2 separate regions of the Sus scrofa genome follow, and region 1 is linked to region 2. A link is a contact called in public promoter capture Hi-C data. All regions are on one chromosome and are shown on one strand. The core of a region is the stretch at or near the end of the contact, and the rest is flanking DNA. Distances in the headings are between cores, read along the strand shown. Region 1 holds the start of PIN1 (peptidylprolyl cis/trans isomerase, NIMA-interacting 1). Region 2 holds the start of FARSA (phenylalanine--tRNA ligase alpha subunit).

The links. Promoter capture Hi-C pulls out the DNA fragments that hold promoters and counts their contacts.
Region 1: a promoter capture Hi-C map of liver shows a contact between it and region 2, with 5 times the contacts expected there. The contact joins the promoter of PIN1 here to the promoter of FARSA in region 2. A contact is called at or near these places in 1 of 5 promoter capture datasets (liver) and 2 of 47 Hi-C or Micro-C datasets (embryonic fibroblasts and liver).

Annotation. Positions count from the first base shown.
Region 1 is chr2:68,711,310-68,717,882 of Sscrofa11.1, forward strand. It overlaps PIN1 (peptidylprolyl cis/trans isomerase, NIMA-interacting 1), which reads left to right and starts at 4,589. Exons shown (of 4, transcript NM_001244371.1): 1 at 4,589-4,701. The coding sequence starts at 4,644.
Region 2 is chr2:66,103,311-66,110,275 of Sscrofa11.1, forward strand. FARSA (phenylalanine--tRNA ligase alpha subunit) reads left to right here and starts at 2,083. Exons shown (of 13, transcript XM_003123337.4): 1 at 2,083-2,279; 2 at 5,044-5,181; 3 at 5,281-5,379; 4 at 5,456-5,574; 5 at 6,492-6,584; 6 at 6,673-6,801; 7 at 6,878-6,965. The coding sequence starts at 2,133.

The sequences.
Region 1 (6,573 bases), core at 3,339-5,838, 2.6 Mb after region 2:
TGATTTAGCCATCCTAAAACTAGTTTTATACATATATACACACACAGGGTTGGATAAATACATTGTACATAATTGGAGCCAACTGTCTTGCTGCTGGAGAAAGAAGTTACAAATAAAACTAGGAGGAGGTGCAGTGGAAGGGGCTGGGTAGAATGAATCCTGTGGGGCTGGAGGCATCAGGAATTCCCATGTGGCTCAGCCGGCTAAGGATCTGGGATTGTCACTGCAGTGGTGAGGGTCACTGCTATGGTAGGGCTCAGTTCATGGCCCTGGAACTTTGCATGCTGGGGGTGTGGCCAAAAACAACAACAAAAAACAGAGTTGGGAGGGATCAGTATGGGTTTTTTGTTGTTTAATATGTTTACTGTCACATGTAGAAATATAGGTGTGTGCGTATATGTATATATATATACATCTATGTCCTTGTTTTATCCACTTGGACCAGAAGTAGTGACACCCTAGTATCAATGAGCACACCTAGCACCCAGATCTTGGTTTCTTTTTGTTTTGTTTTGTTTTTGTTTTTGTCTTTTTAGGGCCGCACTCAAGGCATATGGAGTTTTCCCAGGCTAGGGGTTGAACTGGAGCTACACCTGCTGGCCTATGTCACAGCCACAGCCACACAGGATCCGAGCCCCCTCTGCAACTTACACCACAGATCACAGCAACATCAGATCCTTAATCTACTGATCAGGGCCAGGGCTCAAACCTGCATCCTCATGGATGCCAGTCAGATTGGTTTCCCCTGAGCCACGATGGGAACTCCCAGATCTTGGTTTCTAAATAATATTCTCCAATAAAAGGAACCAGGGCTCCTGGGAGAAGTAATTGGTTCCAGAGCTAGGGTAGGGAAAATACAAGCTGAGTGGAGCATCTTGTGTACCAGGAAGTAGTGCTCAGATAAAAAGAACAACTCGAACAACAAAATAATAATAATTTGGACTACAATCCAAAGAATAAAATAAATAGCCTCGAGCCTGTGCTTATATAAATAAATAACCATATGTACATGAATAGGAGAGAAGGGACACCTCATTATAAAAGGATTTCAGTTAATTGTAGAAGGAAAGAGGGAAATAGGAAATTACCCACCCTTGAGTCACCATAGTAATAATTGCTGTAGGCAAGATGCACTAATAGATGCTAAAATTAGTTTGCAAAAGTTAAGCAGAAATAGGATATTTGCCAGGTTACTGCTGTGGCACAGTGAATTAAAGGATCTGGCATTGCTGCAACTACAGCATAGGTTGCAGCTGTGGTTGGTATTCATCCCCTGGCCCAGGAATTTCCACATGCCAAAAATAAAAATAAAAAGTTTATTAGTAGGGAGTTCCTGCTGTGGTACAACAGGATCAGTAGTGTCTTGGGAGCCCTAGGATTCAGGTTCAATCCCTGCCCTGGTACAGTGAGTTAAGGATCAGGTGATGTAGTTGCAACTACAGCTCAGGTCAGTTCCCTGGCCCAGGAACTCCATATGCTGTGAGGCAGCCAAAAAAGAAAAAAAGGGGAAAAAGGTATTAATGGGGAAATTCTTTTATTTTTATTTTTATTTTTTTGTCTTTTCTAGGGTCGCACCCACGGCATAAGGAGATTCCCAGGCTAGGGGTCCAATAGCCATAGCCGCCGGCCTACACCAGAGCCACAGCAACTCAGGATCCAAGCCACGTCTGCAACCTACACCACAGCTCACAGCAACTCCAGATCCTTAACCCAGTGAGCAAGGCCAAGGATTGAACCCCAAACCTCATGGTTCCTAGTCAGATTCATTAACCACTGAGCCACAACGGGAACGCTGGGAAATTTTTTTTTTTTTTTTTTTTGTCTTTTTGCCATTTCTTGGGCCGCTCCTGCGGCATGTGGAGGTTCCCAGGCTAGGGGTCAAATCGGAGCTGTAGCCACCGGCCTACGCCAGAGCCACAGCAACGCGGGATCCAAGCTGTGTCTGCAATCTTCACCACAGCTCACAGCAATGCCAGATCCTTAACCCACTAAGCAAGGGCAGGGACCAAACCCACAACCTCATGGTTCCTAGTCGGATTCGTTAACCACTGCGCCATGACGGGAACTCCTGGGAAATTTTTAAAGTCTAGTTAATAGTGTTGTACCAATGTTGATGTCTTAGGTGAGTTTTTTTGTTTGTGTTTTTTTTTTTTGTTTTTTGTTTTTTTTTGCTTTTTAGGGCGACACCTGAGGCATACAGAAGTTCCCAGGCTAGGGGTCAAATTGGAGCTACAGCTGCTGGCCTATACCAGAGCCACAGCACCGTAGGATCTGAGCCATGTTTGCAACCTACACCACAGCTCACAGCAACACCAGATCCTTAACCCACTGAGTGAGGCCAGGGATCAAACCTGCATCCTCATGGATCCTAGTCAGGTTTGTGAACTGCTGAGCCATGAAGGGAACTCCTGATTTCCTAGTTTTGATCATTATTCTGTGACAGAATTTCTCAGTTTTGCTGCTCTTGATGTTTAGTGTGGATAATTCTTTTTTCTTTTTTCTTTTTTCTTTTTTTTTTTGCCTTTTTAGGGCTGCACCCATGATGCATGGAAGTTCCCAGGCTAGGGGTCAAGCTGGAGCTATAGCTGCCGGCCTATGCCACAGACACAGCAACATGGGATCCGAGCTGCATCTGGAAACTACACCATAGCTCACAGCAATACCAGATCCTTAACCCAGAGAGTAAGGCCAGGGATGGAACCCACATCCTCATGGATACTAGTCAGGTTCATTACCGCTGAGCCAGGATCGGAACTCGCAGGGTGGATGATTCTTTATTGTGGAGGTTGTGCATTGTAGGATGTTCAGCAACATCCTCTGCCTGTATCCACTAGATGCAAGTAGCATCTCTCTTCTTTCATTTGTGACAACCAAAAAGATCTTAAGACATTTTCAAATGTCCTCTAGAGAACAAAATCACCCCTGGTGGAGAACCTCTGTTCTATTATGTAAGAAGCTAATATAAGGGAAGGCTGGGTGAAGGGCATTGAACAGTTTTTTACAGTTCTGCCCTAAGTCTAAAATTATCTGTAAAAAAAGGAATATTATTATTATGCTAATATGTGCTTGTAAAAAAGAATCAAAATGTTACATTAGAGCTTAAGTTAGTCATTAATATATTTGAATGAATCCAGAAATTTTCTGTGATATAAAACTGCAGTTTTTACACAACTAAGTATGCATACTCTAATAACATTCATACCGTTCAGCAGCTTGCTTTTTAAGGCCTTTTTAAAGCTTTGATATCTTTCTGTAAGTGATGTCATTCTTTCAAATTAACCTTTATTTGCTGAATTTTTTTTTTTTTGGTTTTGTTATGCTTTCATACATTCTATAATTGCTACACTGTACAATGACTTTTTTTTCCACTGAGCAGCATATATCCTTGCTAAGACCAGATACTGCTTTTGAGTGCTTTATATAGATTATTAACTCATTTAATCTTTATATCAAAGGTATTTACGATATGTATTATCTCTTAAACTCATTTCACAGATGGAGAAGCTGAAGTGCAGAGGTTAAGTAATTTGTTCAAGGTAATAGCAAATGGTAGAGCTAGGCTTTGAACCCAAAGCAATCTGACTCCTGAATGCTCTTAACCTACAGCATCCTACCTCTGTAATTTGTCATAGACGTGTTCCTCTGCGTTTCATGTCACTGAGCCTCATTCTTTTCAGCGGTTACGTAAGTGCCTGTGCTATAGATGAACTGTAAGTGAACTCTTCCCTGTTGGTGTTTTGACTCCCATGTTTGTCTCCAGCCCTAGGTCTCCAACCACCTCCTTGGTGTGTCCCACATGTGCCAGACTTAAGTTTAAACTGACTCAAAACTGAGTTCCTCATCTTCCCACCTGCACCTTCCCCCTTGTCCCCATCTGAATGGCAATGCCAACACCTACCAGTCACCCAGGATGGAGACAGGAGCCAGACTGTGAGGGAATAAGTGAAGTAAAGTAGATTCTAAAGGAAGTGGAAGGTGTCTAGGTAAGTAGCATAGGGAAAGAGACTTACACAAAACTAAAAGGAGGTGGGCTAGCTTTGGGCATGTGGAAGGAACAGGTGGGAAGAGGGAGGGTGGAGAAGCCAAATTTAGGCTTCTGGGTTCTTAGCTGTTCATCACCAAGGTAACTGGGTTGCTATGGTAACAGCAAAGGCAGCGTGCCTTTTCCAAGAACCTCCTCTGCGGCGGTTACCCTCACACCAGCCAGGCACTTCCACGTGGGGGCGCCGGCTGGGGGTAGGCTTAAGAAGGCGGGAATTGCTGCGGCATTGGCCAATCGAATGGGCTCTGCAGCGAAGGACGCAAAGGCGGGGTCGAAACTTCTTTGAAGTTCGCCAAAGGGCGTTATTAGGCGGGCTCAGGTCCTTTTCCCACCACTTAGGGGCCGAGGAAAGGGGGAGGGCGGGGCTTGGGTGAGGCCCTCAAGAAGGCCCAGCCCTGGTGAAATATGTGAAGCTCCGCCTATTCCTTCTTCTGCTCAATAGGAAGCCAGAGAGTCAATCCGGACAGTTAGGGTTCCCAATGAGTGTCGTCGCCATGCCCCGGGGCGTGACGGGGCCAGCCAATCGGCGGCGGTGGTGGGCGGGCACGGGCGGCAGAGGCGGTGCGGCGGAGGTGGAGCGGGCTCTGCCGCAGGAGGGAAGATGGCGGACGAAGAGAAACTGCCACCCGGCTGGGAGAAGCGCATGAGCCGCAGCTCAGGTGCAGCGGGGGTCGGGGCTGGGGCGGGGCCGTGTGGGCCCATGGAAGCAGGGCTCTAGCTTGTCCCTCGGACGCGGGCGGCCGCTCGATTCCCGTGGGGTCTTGGCTCCTTCGCGTTGTCCCTGGGTAACGGCCCCGGCCCTCCCCGGGGCTGCGAGCCTGAGGAGCTGGGAACCCGAGGAAATTGAGGCAAGGGACTGGGTCGGAGAGGCCCGGCGCGCTGCCTGGGTGGTAGGGGGACAGTGTACCCGCGGCGCTCCCCCAGGCAATGGCCTTGGTCCTGCCGATCTTGCTGACATCTTTCAGCCTAATGCACCTGACATCCGGCGGGGGTGGGGGGGGATGTCTTTGCACCCTGCTGGGCCCAAGGGGCACCCCTGGGGAAGGACACCCCAACACCATGCTCAGGGCGTGGCCCCAGGGTGTTGCTTGGCTTCGAATCCTAAACCTCCTGCTAACGTGCCTGCCATCCACACCGAATTCTGAGTTTGCTATAATGTGAGAATTCAGGTTATCTGCCTGAGAATAGTCTCTGTGCTCGGAGCCGATTAGGGCTTTTCCCCCATAATAATGTTAATAATAGGTCTTATCTCAGTGCCAAGTATTGTGCTAAGGGTGTTAAGTGTGTACTCTGGCCACAACTCTGAGAGGTAGGGTAGTTAATAACACCCAGTTTGCCGGTGAGGAAACCGAGGCCAGAAAACTTAAGAAACTCGCCCATAGTCGTTCATTTCAGGGGCTGGGGGCTGGGTTAGATACCAGTCTAACTCCAGAGCCCCCTGCCCTTGTTACTGTAAACCTCTGAGATGCAGGCCCACCATTTCACTCCCCTGCCTCCATAGCTCATAATCATCATGGTCACAGTAATAATTCCAATTTATTGAACGCCAGGAGCTCTGTCGAGCACTTTGCACTCATCATGATGGACTCTCCACATTAACCCCATGAAGTGTTATATCTTTATTCTCTCACCTTGCCCTCACTTTTCAGATGAGTACACTCAGGTTCAGGGAGATGGAACCCATTGCCAAGGTTTTAGAGGCATTGTTTGGCTCAGCTCTGGCCCACCCTGCTTGCAGCCCTGTGGCTGGGACCTGCAGCAAAAAAGCTGATGCTCTTCTCAGTTCTGGGCCTCCACTCCTGCCATTTCTGCTCAGCTCAACCCTGACAGTCTTCCTCCTGGGTGACATCCAGCCCTTCACGGTCTTGGGCAGAAGTCCTCCATATAACCCAGACAAACTCGGCCCCTGGAATGACAGCCTATCTCTACTGGGTCCTACTTTAAGTTTCTTTCTTTTTTTTCCTTAGATAAGAAGTAGATTTATTGATACAGTGTGGGCCGTCTCAGAAGGTGAGAGCAGCCTGGAAGATGCACATTCTTTAGACAGAATATTATCTCAAAAGGCCAGAGAGTGGCCTCAGGTTTCTTGTTTGCAGCCCTCACTCCATGCTCCTTAGTCTCTGGGTAACATCTGGCCCCCAGTAATGCTGGCCCCTAGTTCTGCTGCACAGTGCACTCCAGAGGGGAAAAGAGCAGAGTTTTGGCATCTGGCACACCTGAGTACAGATCCTGCTATCTCCCCCACCACACCCCACCCCCGGCTTTTATGCCTGGAGCAGAGTAAATACCCAGGGAAGGTTGCTTAGTTTTGTGGTCTATAACATGGAGATATTAGTAGCTGCCACAGTCTTTTTTTTTTTTTTTTTTTTTTGTCTTTTTAGGGCCATACCCATGGCATATGGAAGTTCCCTGGCTTGGGGTCAAATTGGAGCTACAGCTGCTAGCCTATGCCACAGCCACAGCAATGCTATATCTGACCCACATTTGTGACCTACACCACAGCTCACGGCACCGCTGGATCCTTAACCCAC
Region 2 (6,965 bases), core at 833-3,332:
TTTGGAAGGAGGGTAGGTAGGGGTGCTTCCCCTCTAGTGGTGGGAACTCAGAAAAGGGAGGAATGAGGGATCTTGGAGAAGTTGTGGTTCTGCCCCTTCCCCAAGGCAGTATCCAGTAGGGGTGCCCAACCTGCACCCCTCCTGCCCCATCCCCCCCAGGACCCCAAAGGAACTTCCAGTGACTTGCTTTCCCTCCCTTTCACATGTGTCATGGACATGTGGTCTTGGTGCTTCCTGCCAGAAGGTAGACACTGTACCTGTTAACCTCACAATCCCCCTGCAGGTGTTCTGCAGCACCTGTCACAGAACAAACTTAAAACCTACTTTATGTGTGACAGAAGGAAGGAAAGAAGGGTTCTTGCTAGAATTAAACAAAAATGGGTAAAGCATTTTGAAGTTAGAAGGAGATTTTGAGAGAGTTCCCATTGTAGCCCAGTGGGTTAAGAACCCGATGCACTGTCTGTGAAGATGCAGGTTCATTCCCTGGCCTTGCTCAGTTGGTTAAGGATCTGGCATTGCCTCAAGCGGCAGTGAAGTTCACAGATGCAGCTGGGATCTGGGGTGGCTGTGGCTATGGTGTAGGCTGGCAGCTGCAACTCCTATTCCATCCCTAGCTGGAAATTTATACATGCCAGCTGTGGCAAAAAAAAAGAGAGAGAGAGAGAGACCTTGATGGGTACATTCTGAGTTTTTGTTAAGACTTTACTGAAAGTCCAGACAGGGGGATATCAGTAACCCCATTTTCCAGGCTCAAATAACAATTATGATGGCTAAATAAGTAAATGCATACTGCTTAAAATAGCACCTAACACACAATCCACACTCAAAAAAAATTTTTTTTTCTTTTTAGGGCCACATCTTCCGCGTTTGGAAGTTCCTAGGCTAGGGGCTGAATCGGAGCTGCAGCTGCCAGCCTACACCACAGCAAGACCAGATCTAAGCTTCATTTGTAAGCTACGCTACATCCTTAACCCACTGAGTGAGGCCAGGGATTGAACCCGCATCTTCATGGATATTAGTTGGCTTGTAACCTGCTGAGCCACAACGGGAACTCTCTGGTATTTTTATATTAAGTGTTGAAATAATAATTCGGACACTTTAGGTTCTGTAAAGTCTTCAAATTAATTTCACCCCTTTTGTTTTTAACATTGCTACAAGGAAGTGTAAGATTACATTTGCATCTCAAATTATATCTCTATAGGTGAGCACTGATCTATGCTACAAATTATTTCCCTGACATAGGTCTTCTCAAAGCATTGGGGCAAAGAGGGGGTGGAGAGGGCAGGCTCTGAGGTGTTTATAATTTCTCACACCATCTCCACCTTGCAGAACCTTAGACAAGGCATATCTCTGTCCAAGCCTCGGTTTTCACATCTGTGAAGTGGAGATTATATTGGTATATATCATACAGTTTTTGGGAAAATGAAATAGCAAACCCGAAGCACTTAGCACTGGCCTGGATGTATGGGATACTGTCCACACAGATTAGCTGCTACCTTGACTCTTAACTGAGTCCTTCTCCCTCTATAAATAGGGTTGGTCCCTATCCAGCCTCCCTTTGAACATTTCAAAGTAGTTGACATCAGCAGGATGATTGTGTCTGGAGCCAGCCCACCACCCACAGCCCTCTTGTGGGTTATAAAAGAATCCCCCAAGGGCACAGTGCTCTGAGGCCCAGAGAGGGGAAAGGTCAAAGTCACGGAGCTTGCTGAAGATGGGGCTGGAAGAAGCTTAAAACAACACTGTGAGGAGCTCCCTGGTGGCCTAGCAGTTAAGGATCCAACATTGTCACTACTGTGGCTCTGGTCACTTGTTGTGGTGCAAGTTCCAGCCCTGGTCCAGGAACTTCTGCTTGCCACAATCGTGGCCAACGCTGACCCCGCCCCCAATGCTGTGAGTCTGTGGTTGACAGCATCGATTTGACCCTTCTGGTCAACCAGACGCCACTAGTCCAGCTAGGTCTGGGCTCCTAACTCGCTCTGGAGTTCAAGTGACACACCCAAGATGGCGGTGTACCGACCCGACGACATGATCCGCCACACACAAGATGGCGACGAACGCTCTGGACGCCGGTTCCGCTTCCGGTTGCCCTGGCCGCCGGCAGGGACACGCCGTGCGCACTGGGAGCAGCCATGGCCGACGGTCCGGTGCCGGAGGTGTTGCTGCGGCGGCTGGAGGCGGCTGATGGCGGCCTGGACAGCGCAGAGGTGGCAGCCCAGCTGGGTTTAGAACACCAGGCTGTGGTGGGTGCCGTGAAGAGCCTGCAGACACTGGGCGAGGTGAGCCGGGCCCTTCAAGCCGGGCCTCCTGGCTTTTGCATCTGCAGTTCCCTTGCCAGGTGTCTCTGCCTCCAGAACAAACTCTGTCAGGCCTGGTTAGGGGTAGTTGTATATGTGTCCAGCCCAGGGTGCGCAGGCGGGGAGTCAGGAATAAATGAGGGCCCGGACGTTCCTACTGCAGTAAATGTCCATTGAGGCTGAGAGGGTGGGTAGTGTGATGGTGGACGAAAAAGACGCAGTTGGTGCCGTCATGGAGATTGCGGTCTAATAGATAAACTCAAGTGACCAGAGTGATGAAGGAGAAATACAGAGAATTCAGAGGTGACAGCTGAGCTGGCCTTGAGGAGCAGGGAGAGCATCCCAAAAGCGGTGATAGCTAAGTCGGGTTTCCGCATTTAGGAGAAAAACCATGGCACTTTAGGAATTGATGGGATGTGGAGGTAGGTGATGAAAAACACCAGCAGAGCCAGAATTTGCAAGGCCTTCTAGGTCTTTATCTCACAGGGGCCATGGCAGGAGCTGGAGCCACTCAGATGTTTGTACTGCCTACATCACTTTGGGGAAGGATTGGCAGGGGTGGGACTGGAGGTGAAGGGACAAAGGCAGAGGCTGCTGCATCCTCAAAGTAGAGAATATGGTCCTCGGTTGAAGGGAGGCAACTGGAATGGAGAAGGGATTCAAGAGAAAGAATGAAATGAGATTCACGACAAGGTAAGGGGAGCACAGCTAAACCCCAGCCTTCCGACTTGGACAAATGAAGGGCGATGGAGCCAGAAAGGAAGGATGCTAAGAGACCTGTCAGCCACCCAGGAGACTGGATCCAAGTGGCTGGGACTGAGAAAACAGATCTGGGCTTTTTATTCATCAGGCTCATAATCAGTGCCACACTCTGGTCTCAGCTTTATTTATGATCCAGTCTTTGATGTAATATTAGGATGATGGCACTATTATCCCCATTTTGCAGATGTGTCAACTTCTAAGCTGTGGTCAGAAACTTGATCAATGTCACTAGAAGGAATAAGCAAATCTGGGTTTGCAATCAGGCACTCAGGCTATAAAGTCTGAGGTTCTCAGTGCAAACAGGAATTGAAGCTATGGTATGTGGGATGACAGCACCTTGATTGAGGTGAAGTTGACATCTGTTGTTTACAGATGTCTAAGTAGTCACAATTTTTTTTTTTTTTTTTTTTTGTCTTTTTGCCATTTCTTGGGCTGCTCCTGTGGCATATGGAGGTTCCCAGGCTAGGGGTCCAATCAGAGCTGCAGCCGCCGGCCTACACCAGAGCCACAGCAATGCGGGATCCGAGCCGCGTCTGTGACTTACACCACAGCTCATAGCAACGCCGGATCGTTAACCCACTGAGCAAGGCCAGGGATCAAACCCGCAACCCCATGGTTCCTAGTCGGTTCGTTAACCAAGTAGTCACAATTTAATGTAGTTCAATCTAAGGATGATGACAGTAATACGAACAATAGTAGTAGTTATTGGAACGCACACAGCATTTGCTGCATGCTAAGTTCTGTACATCCTTTCTGTGTGTTAATTTAGTTGCTCTTAAAAACAACTCTGAGGTAGAGTCCACTACACTCTTCTCTCATGGATAGTAAAAGTTGCTCAGAGAGGTTAAGCAACTTTCCTAATGTCACAGAGGTAGGAATTAAAATGAAAGGGGAGCTAGGCCCTTTGGGCCCCACCCAGCCTTGCTCCCTTTTAGGGTGACCTAAATCCATCCTCTTCATAGAGCCTAAGGGGTATATCCTGCATATAATGTGGACCCCTGGGGTCCTTCTCTGACACTCTGGGTACCGAGATGTGGAGAGAAATCGTTTCACCTGAGACCTTAAAACTCTTTTCCAAGAGTTCCCTCATGGCTCAGCGAGTTAAGGATCCAGAGTCATCACTGCTGTGGCATGAGTTTGATCCTTGACCTGGGAACTTCCACATGCCACGGGGCGCAGCACTCTTCCTCCTCCCCCCCCCCGCCCGGCAAAAGGAGTTCCCGTCATGGCTCAGTGGTTAACGAATCCAACTAGGAACCATGAGGTTTCGGGTTCGATCCCTGGCCTAGCTCAGTGGGTTGGGGATCCGGTGTTGCCGTGGGCTGTGGTGTAGGTTGCAGATGTGGCTTGGACCCCACATTGCTATGGCTCTGGTGTGGGCCAGTAGCTACAGCTCCGATTGGACCCCTGGCCTGGGAACCTCCCTATGTGGCAGAAGCAGCCCTAGAAATGGCAAAAAGACCAAACAAAACAAAACTTCTAGGTTCAAAAGGGATGATTTGTTCTTTGCAAGGCAGGTAACATCTTTAGTACCTTACCTCATCCTGGGAGATGTGAATTTTTTTTTCTTTGGGGCCATACTTGTGGCATATGGAAGCTCTCAAGCTAGGGGTCAAATTAGAGCTATGGCCACAGCCACAGCAACACCAGATCTGAACTGTGTGACCTACACCGCAGCTCACAGAAACACCAGATCCTTAACCCACTGATCGAGGCTAGGGATCGAACCCACACTTTCATGAATAGTAGTTGGCTTCTTAACCCATTGAGACATAGCTGGAACCCCATGGTCATTTTCATCATTATCCTTAAGTTATAAAAGATCAACTGAGGTTCAGCAAAGGGAAATGCACTTGGCTGAGAAATGGTACAGCTGGGATGCGAAGCTGACTTCAGAGGTGTAAAACTGCATCCCCAGCGCTGTGTCAGGAGAGTGCCTGCATCTGAACCCTGTCCCTGCCCATGTCCCCTTGTTTTCCTTCAGATTATCGAGGCTGAGCTGCGCTCCACCAAGCGCTGGGAGCTTACTGCTGAGGGCGAGGAGATTGCCCGGGAGGGCAGCCATGAGGCCCGGGTGTTTCGCAGTGTCCCCCCAGAGGGCCTGCCCCAGAGCGAGCTCATGGTAGGAGACTAGGGATGGGACAGCGGGGCCTGGGGAGGGGAGGGGGTGAGGGCAGCCCTTGTATCCCACCCCCACCTCACTGCAACCTTGCTCCCCTAGCGACTGCCGAGTGGCAAGGTGGGCTTCAGCAAGGCCATGTCCAACAAGTGGATCCGAGTGGACAAGAGTGCTGCTGATGGGCCCCGGGTGTTCCGAGTGGTGAGTCCCTGCTGGTGGGTGGTCAGGCAGGTGGGTCCCCGGCTCTCACGGCCCCTCATGTCCATCATTGTGGCAGGTGGACAGCGTGGAGGATGAGGTACAGCGGCGGCTCCAGCTGGTCCAGGGTGGGCAGGCCGAGAAGCTGGGAGAGAAGGAGAGGAGCGAGCTCAGGAAGAGGAAGCTGCTGACTGAAGTGTGAGTGGGTGCCACTCCCTGGCTCACACCTGAGTCACCTGCGTGGCCCTGGAGCAGGGGTAGGGGATGGGGAGCCATTCCGCCCAGACTGGGCCACAGGGCTATCAGTCTCCTCCCAGCCACCCTCCACACTGTGGTTGTCAAGCATTCTTGCCAGGCTCATGCCACCTCAGGGCCTTTGCCTATGCTGTGCCTTTTGCCAAGAATGATCTTCCTGCTGTTCTTCAAGGCAAGGTCCGATATCACATCTCTTCTCATGTGTCACCTTAGAGAGGCCAACCTGACACCATTTCCTCCCTTCGAATTCTGTAAAAGTTCCTCGTTCCTGGTCTCCATCCTTATGCCGTGTGTAATTCCTTTACACTCCAAAGCATTGACTAAAATTTATGAATGCTGGGACCTGGACAGTCTGTGGGCAGTGTCCTCACAGGGCTCACGTCTCCTTTGAGCAGACATGATGCAATGGCATAACAATTATAAGAATACAGATTGGAGGGGGGCTGCCTGATTGAAGTCCCAGCTCTGACCTTGACCAAGTCACCTGATCTTTCCAGGCCTTTGTTTACTCATCTGTAAAATAGCCTCTTTTTACATGTTTATGGGATGACTTTAGTAGAACAGGGCCTAGTGTAGAATAAACTCTCTAAATTTGACCTATTATTATCCCTCTTGGCTATGCTCTTGGTGCCTTGAACTGGTTCTGGCATACGGTTCATTCTCAATAATGTTGAATGAATAAGTTTATGAACAAAGGGATATAGGTGGTGCCAAATAAGAGGATTTCCTAGGAGATGGTAAGTGTCAGGAGGAAAATACAGGAAAGTGACTTGGTGGGTGACCTTGTGATCAGCCTCAGAGGGAGGTCAAGTGACACTTGGAAGAGGTGACAGGGTTGTCCTCTCCTCCTCTCACCTCAGGACCCTGAAGACCTACTGGGTGAGCAAAGGCAGTGCCTTCAGCACCAGCATCTCCAAGCAGGAGACAGAACTGAGCCCAGAGATGATTTCCAGGTAAGGGGCAACCCCAAGGTTAGGGGCTGCCTATAGTGGGTGGTAGGCAACCCCTTCCAGGTGCATATAACTGCCTTCCCCCCAATAGTGGCTCCTGGCGGGACCGGCCCTTCAAGCCCTACAATTTCTCGGCCCATGGTATCCTCCCTGAGAGCGGCCACCTGCACCCCCTCCTCAAGGTCCGCACCCAGTTCCGGCAGATCTTCCTGGAGATGGGGTGAGCATGGGGCCAGGGGTGGGGCTGGCCCAGCTGCTGGGCGCAGGCAGAGCAGTCAGGCTGCATCTCCCACCAGGTTCACTGAGATGCCGACCGACAATTACATTGAGAGCTCCTTCTGGAATTTTGATGCGCTCTTCCAGCCCCAGCAGCACCCAGCACGT